2 separate regions of the Mus musculus genome follow, and region 1 is linked to region 2. The links are chromatin contacts, called in public Hi-C maps. All regions are on one chromosome and are shown on one strand. The core of a region is the stretch at or near the end of the contact, and the rest is flanking DNA. Distances in the headings are between cores, read along the strand shown. Region 1 has its middle 65 kb from the start of Cdh17. Region 2 holds the start of Gem (GTP binding protein (gene overexpressed in skeletal muscle)).

Region 1 (2,978 bases), core at 287-2,786, 120 kb before region 2:
TTAAAGTTGTGAGGTAAGAGAGCAAAGTACACATTAACTCTGCAGAGACCTCTATCTCACCAGGTGTTTAGGCAGTGTTGCCTTTGGGCTCCTCCCTTAAGTCTCTTGTTGTTGCAGATGATGGGAGAGCAAGTGTGCTCCTCTGTATTGGTGTCGACAGTGTGTGCTCATGCTACAGGGAGGAGCCAGTATCTACTGACGCTGCTCCTAACACTGTTGGTGACCATGATGACAGTGCTACTGTCTGTGGCCTTCTGTTACGCTCTCAGTAAGTTTCTAGTCACATGCAAAGAGTTGCTTTACTAGAACAAATTTCCAGAGTTTTTGAAGTATATCCTTCCTTTATCCTCTTCACGGGAAACTGTATTTCATGTATTCACTTTTCAATCAAATGAACATTTACTGATCATATAACACGTATTAGAGACCCTGAAATCAATTACTTTAGATGGCACAGCCATTGTATGGATTAGATTCCTTTAAGTCAATGGTCTGAGGTTGTGTATATTCAGGCTGTAGTCCCCAAGGGAAGACATGCCAAAGATGTCTGCTCCCCATCCTGTTGCTACCCAGTCTGACAACACCTTCAAAAGCAGGTGGGGAAGGATGAATTATTCATCTTTTTGTTTTCCATTTTGCTCTTGGAACATATGATTCCATTTAAAAGTTGGTCATGTTTGTCCTGAATTTGTTCATCTGAAAGTGATTTAAGGCAACTAATTTAATGATTGGAACATTTGGGAGCTTTTCCCAGGGCACCAAAACTCCTAACATGGTTTATGAATTTTGTTGCACTCGACTGACTGTTCCCAGCTGTTGTGAAGCCGTTACCAGCTCCCTCTGCAATCCCCCCACCGGACCTCACAGAGATGATCTTGGTGCTTGGTCTTAGGATGAAGCTCTCTCTGACTGTGATAAAAAAGCAGAAATAAGATTGGCCTAAGATGGGCAAACATTACAGTAAATATGGACTAATCATTTTGAGATTACCCTTGGAGAAAGCAATAAATAATTCCAAATAAATTCTTAGAGGAGTCCTTGAACCTAGAATCTGGGTACATCCAGAATTACACATAAAGACCAGATAGAAAAGACAAAGTAAATGGAATGGGAACTGTAACAGCAAAAGTTGTTGCGATTGCTTCTATGGATAAGAAAGTAATAATGGTCATTCATGGGTTAAGCTGTGGAAATCTAAAGAGGTTCCTTCGCTGGGCACACACCCTGCTCTGAGAGAGCTTTGTAGGGCCAGCAGGCATCACTCCCACTACAGAGAGGAACACTTCATTAATTTCTTTTCTCTCTCTCTTTTTTTGACCTTGAGAATTTTGCCATACTTCCTTTGTATTCTAAATATTATTAATATGGGAAACCCTAGAAATATTATTAAAATTAAGCTGTTTTAAGAAGCTGAACATATGTCAAAAAGAAAACCATTCATGGCAGAGTTCCAGAAAGCACTAACCTGAATGATTCACCCCTAGCCTGTCAGATGACCTTGTCTTTGCCAAAATGTAGCAATTAATATTCCCTTTAAACTCTGGAACAGCTAGAAGCTTCCAAAGAGTGTTGCTATTTCCTTAGGAGCTTTGAATTGTTCTAGTGCTGGTGAAAGTTATTTTGGGCTCATTCTGCTCTTGTCCAATCTGGTCTAATTCCTGATAAGGAAAAGATGCTGAAGTCAAAACACAAATTGGTTAAGATGTCTTTTTTTTATATGGTTTATATGGTGTTTTAACCAGTTTTTCATCGCTGTGACAAAATAACTGAGGAAATCAACTTAAAAAGGAAGAGCTGTATTTTGACTTGTCTGTGGTTTTAATCTGTTGTCCGTTGTCTTTGATGCTTGGGGTCAATGGGGTCAAGTGTGATGGAACAAAGAACAAAGTTACCTTATAATGACCAGTTATTGTTGAAATGGGAGGAGGAAGCAATGCCTCAATATCTCCTTAGGACATACATTTAATAATAAGAAATTATTCTTTCTATCAGACCCTACTTCCTAAATGTTGGTTCTGCCATCTCCCGATAGCACCACAGGTTGTAGACAGAGACACTTCCAGTTCACACTATGTGTTGCAAAGGGTTAACAGATGACAACTTTGAACTCAAGGGAACAGAAACAATCTCCACCACCCAAAAAAGCAAACAGAAAATGCAGCTTCTCCAAGACCTGGGAGTCCTCCAGCTTCATTCAATGTTTCTTAGGCATCTGTCATAGTAAAGATCATTCCAGGAGTCCATGGAAAACTCACAAAGACAATGAAACATGACCTCTGACTCCAAGATCTCAGCATGTGGGATTGATGTGGTAAGGCAGGAGAGGCAAGCACATGAACACATGGTGACAGAACGGCCTGATGGGCTATAAAGAGGCATCTCTCCAGATAATTAAGGGGAAGGACTGCTGACTACCAACCAGGACATGCAAAGGTGACAAATTTTCACTTTTTCTTACTCTCAATATCTATAATATGGAAATTCAAAATAGCAGAAACACATTTCAGTGTTAAAATGGAATTCTAAAATAAGGACTAATAGAATAGACTATAATTGTTGAGGTCTGCCGATATTTCTAAAAAACTTGAATGAATTCTAAAATATAGCCACATGAGAGTCTTTCTGGACAAGGGATTTTCTGTCATATGACTCAAGAGTGAGGAAAATATCTATAGCCATGTTTCTAGTACATTCTTCTTCCTGTGCCAAGGACTTTACTCAAGGTCAATTCCACAATCCCTCAAGGGAGTCCCTCAAACTAAACTAGAAGGAGCCAAATAAAATTTTATGGTCTTAGCCTTGTATTCCAATAAGAGGAAGGAGGGACCAGGTGATCATGGAAGCCAGAATGGATCCAAATAATGAAGGAGCCTCAAACCCACAGAGAATAGAAGACTACCCTTTATTCTCTCTGGCTACCCATAGTTCTGGAATCTGCCCACTGTGTTCACATCTTACAGGTGTAGAGCATCCTGACA
Region 2 (2,833 bases), core at 125-2,624:
CATTTGATGGGTATGAATTCTTAATGTAAGAATCAACCACTAAACTGTCCCTAAGCCTAGAAAGCAAAATTTTCAACAACAACAACAACACACACACACACACTCAGTAACTAGCTTCTCAATCAGGCTGTCGTTTGTAGTAGCAGTAACACCATCCATCCATTGCCCATAAGCTCCCTCTGTCCTTAAAGGAGCTTTGGAAATCCCACCGGGAGTTGGCACAGAGGCAGCTGGAAGGAACCCATTGCCTCCAGAAATGACATTACCATCAGCAACAAGTTAGAGCTGCTGGGCACCAGCTGGCCAGGTTAACTGTTCTTGTCTAAACATGGCTCTTAATTGCCCCCGCATCCTGCAGTCTTGAGCCTCAGTGGGAAACACGCGGCAATGACATCACTCCCCTGGCTGGACTGGACAGGCACTTTGGGGGAACTTCCATGTTTAGTAAGGTTGCCCTGATGTCCTCCAGCTGCCTGACTGAAGAGGCCGTTATTTGGGGAGTGGGACAGTTTCTGTTTGAGTGCTATGCCTCAGCTCTACCCTCTTATCTACAGAAACTGTTTAGCGTAGCAGCCCTGAGGCTGGTTCTTCTGAGAGGGGAAGGACCTGCTCACATTCAGACACATCACACTTGTACAAAAAGGGCTTCATTCTTAAGGAACGTCGTCCACTCCATGATTTTTTTACTGTATATAATTATTTATTTTAAAAATTGCACCTTTCTGACGTAAATTAGAAGATCAGAGACTCAGTGAAAAGCCACTCAACAACTTCCTACAACTTTTTCCTTGCAAGACTGCCTTGCCTGACAGGCAGTCTGTTCTGCCAAGACTGCCCGAGATAACCGCTCTATGGTTTTTAACTCAGCAAGCTCCCCGCGTGAGCGCAAGGATCACGCTCAGCTCACACACCCTACTCCATACATCACACCTATGCCACGATCCAGAACCAGCCGGTTTCTTTTTAAGTCTTAAAAACAGTCCCTGGGTTGACAGACTTGCGACAGCAGACCTTGAAGTCTGCCGCCTGGCCACCTAATCTGTAAGGTGACACTCCTCCGAAATTGAATTTAGAAACCCCCATCAGAAGCGCATCCTTTGCGCCTGAACTTCTTTCTCCCACGGCAGAACCCCCGGTACAGACCTAGGGAGTCTAGGGACTGGCTGCCTTCCTAACTTAAAAAGTTCGGAGACCAGGAACGCCCCTTCCCACAGAGGCTCCCACTGGGACTGCCCCTCAGCCATGGCCCCTTACTTGGCTGCACTGGGCGCTGGGTGGGCGTCTGCCGTCGATCCGCCTGCTGCAACGCCTGACGTCTGCGATGCGGGCTCCGCAGTCCGAGGCTGTGTGATGTCCGCTGGCAGTGCCGCCTCCTGAAGCCTCCGCTGCCCGCCGCCGTTTATAGCGCGCCCGGCAGCCCCGCGACGGGGCTTTTCCGTGACGTCAGCGCTCCCGCCGGGAGGGGGCGGCTCTGCAGCAAACTGAGTTGCAGCCACTTGGCTAAATCAGTTACTCGTAGTCATGTGACTCCCCTATCCCCTTGAGGGGAGTGAGGGAGAAAAAAAATGACAGTTCAATCGTTGATTTTGTTTTATTTTCTTTTTATCAGGTGGACACTGGAAAAATACACTTAGTGCTACTTAATCGCCCTTCCCAGCAGAGCACTTGTAAGCTGTCTGAATAAAGGATGAGGAAAGAAACAGGCCCAAGCCGCGAGTCCAGCTTTGCCAAGAAAACAGATCCGTCTGAGTGAGCGGGACTCCGGCCTCCAGGATGAGGCTACAGCCACCCTGAGTGGACAGACCACCTTCAGAGCATGCTCTGAGAAGCAACCAGGCCCTTCCTGCTTCCTGACTTCTTATCTCTGACTTGGGACATACTGCTTTGTTTCCTTCTTCTGGAAGAGATCCAAAAGAGAAGAGTCGGAGGAAAGAGTAGGGGATCTTGAAAAGGGGCAGGTTGGCTCCAAGCAGCTTGTGCTAAACACTGCCATCCCCCTGTTTTGGCCACAATGCTGAATCTCCTCCATCAGAAATTTAATCACACCCCAATCAGCGCATCTCAGAACCGAGCTGCTCAGCATGGCTGGAACTTTGGCCTAGAGCCAGGACTTCCCAGCCATGGGGAGATACAAGGAGGCTCAATCCCCTGAGAGAGCCCTACTGCTTCTATCATTTGCTAAGATTTGCAAAGACCTGTGGTTCTGGTGGGCCTGGAGAACCTTGCCCTTACTACAGTTGTGGATTGAGAACAAGAGGCCCTGCAATGAAACCTGCCTTAAGTACATTTTAAACTGCACTGCTAAGTGACCTCTTCCCCAGGACATGGGTATTTCCCGGGGACGTGGGCATTTCCCACATGCTGTGTTTAGAGTCCATGCTAGCCTTTCCAACACATCCATCTGCTTCTCCAGCCAGCTTCTGCTGTGGGTTGGCTGGCGGCCCCTCGGGAAGCAGCCAGCACCAGTGTCTATTGGAGTGGCTGGGCTGCTCTGTGGTTACAACGGTGTCACGAAGGCATCTATGCGATTTGGGAATTATCCAAGTGACCAGCTGCACCTCAGGTCTGTCAGGGACCAAGCTGGCAAAGGTAGAATCCACCAAATAAGAAAGATGGAGAGTGCCTTAGTCTCAAAGGCAGAGCCCCAAATTTATTTATGCACAAGGAAGATAAGAGCCAGAGCCAGAATAGACTATAGTTTGGCCACTCAGGAAGACTTTAGGTGGCCAAACTAAAGTCTATTCTGGGTACCATAAAGCTCTGGATACGGCTCTTCACCAGCCACGTTTTTCCTCAATGTTAACACGGTGGGAAGGGACACGGATGTAGAAAG

What was found. A called contact is a pair of places that touch in the nucleus more often than the background predicts.
Region 1: a contact with region 2 is called in a Hi-C map of Sertoli cells, with 2.8 times the contacts expected there. The contact joins the enhancer-like site here to the promoter of Gem in region 2. A contact is called at or near these places in 8 of 39 promoter capture datasets (the 3T3-L1 cell line, 3T3-L1-derived adipocytes, embryonic stem cells and 4 more), 7 of 484 Hi-C or Micro-C datasets (3T3-L1-derived adipocytes, Sertoli cells, granulocyte-monocyte progenitors and 3 more), 4 of 115 datasets of contacts at active chromatin or transcription factors (bone marrow-derived macrophages, forebrain, heart atrium and 1 more) and 3 of 9 other capture datasets (adipose tissue, liver and macrophages).

The regions. Positions count from the first base shown.
Region 1 is chr4:11,821,544-11,824,521 of GRCm38.p6, reverse strand. No RefSeq gene overlaps it. Among named protein-coding and RNA genes, the nearest start is that of Cdh17, 65 kb to the right of the region's middle. Within about 2 kb of position 1,536, at least 8 of the 459 cell types and tissues checked have an H3K27ac peak or open chromatin away from gene starts, as enhancers often do. A contact at or near this core is called in Sertoli cells, where this site is marked.
Region 2 is chr4:11,702,988-11,705,820 of GRCm38.p6, reverse strand. Gem (GTP binding protein (gene overexpressed in skeletal muscle)) reads right to left here and starts at 1,374. Exons shown (of 5, transcript NM_010276.4): 1 at 1,255-1,374.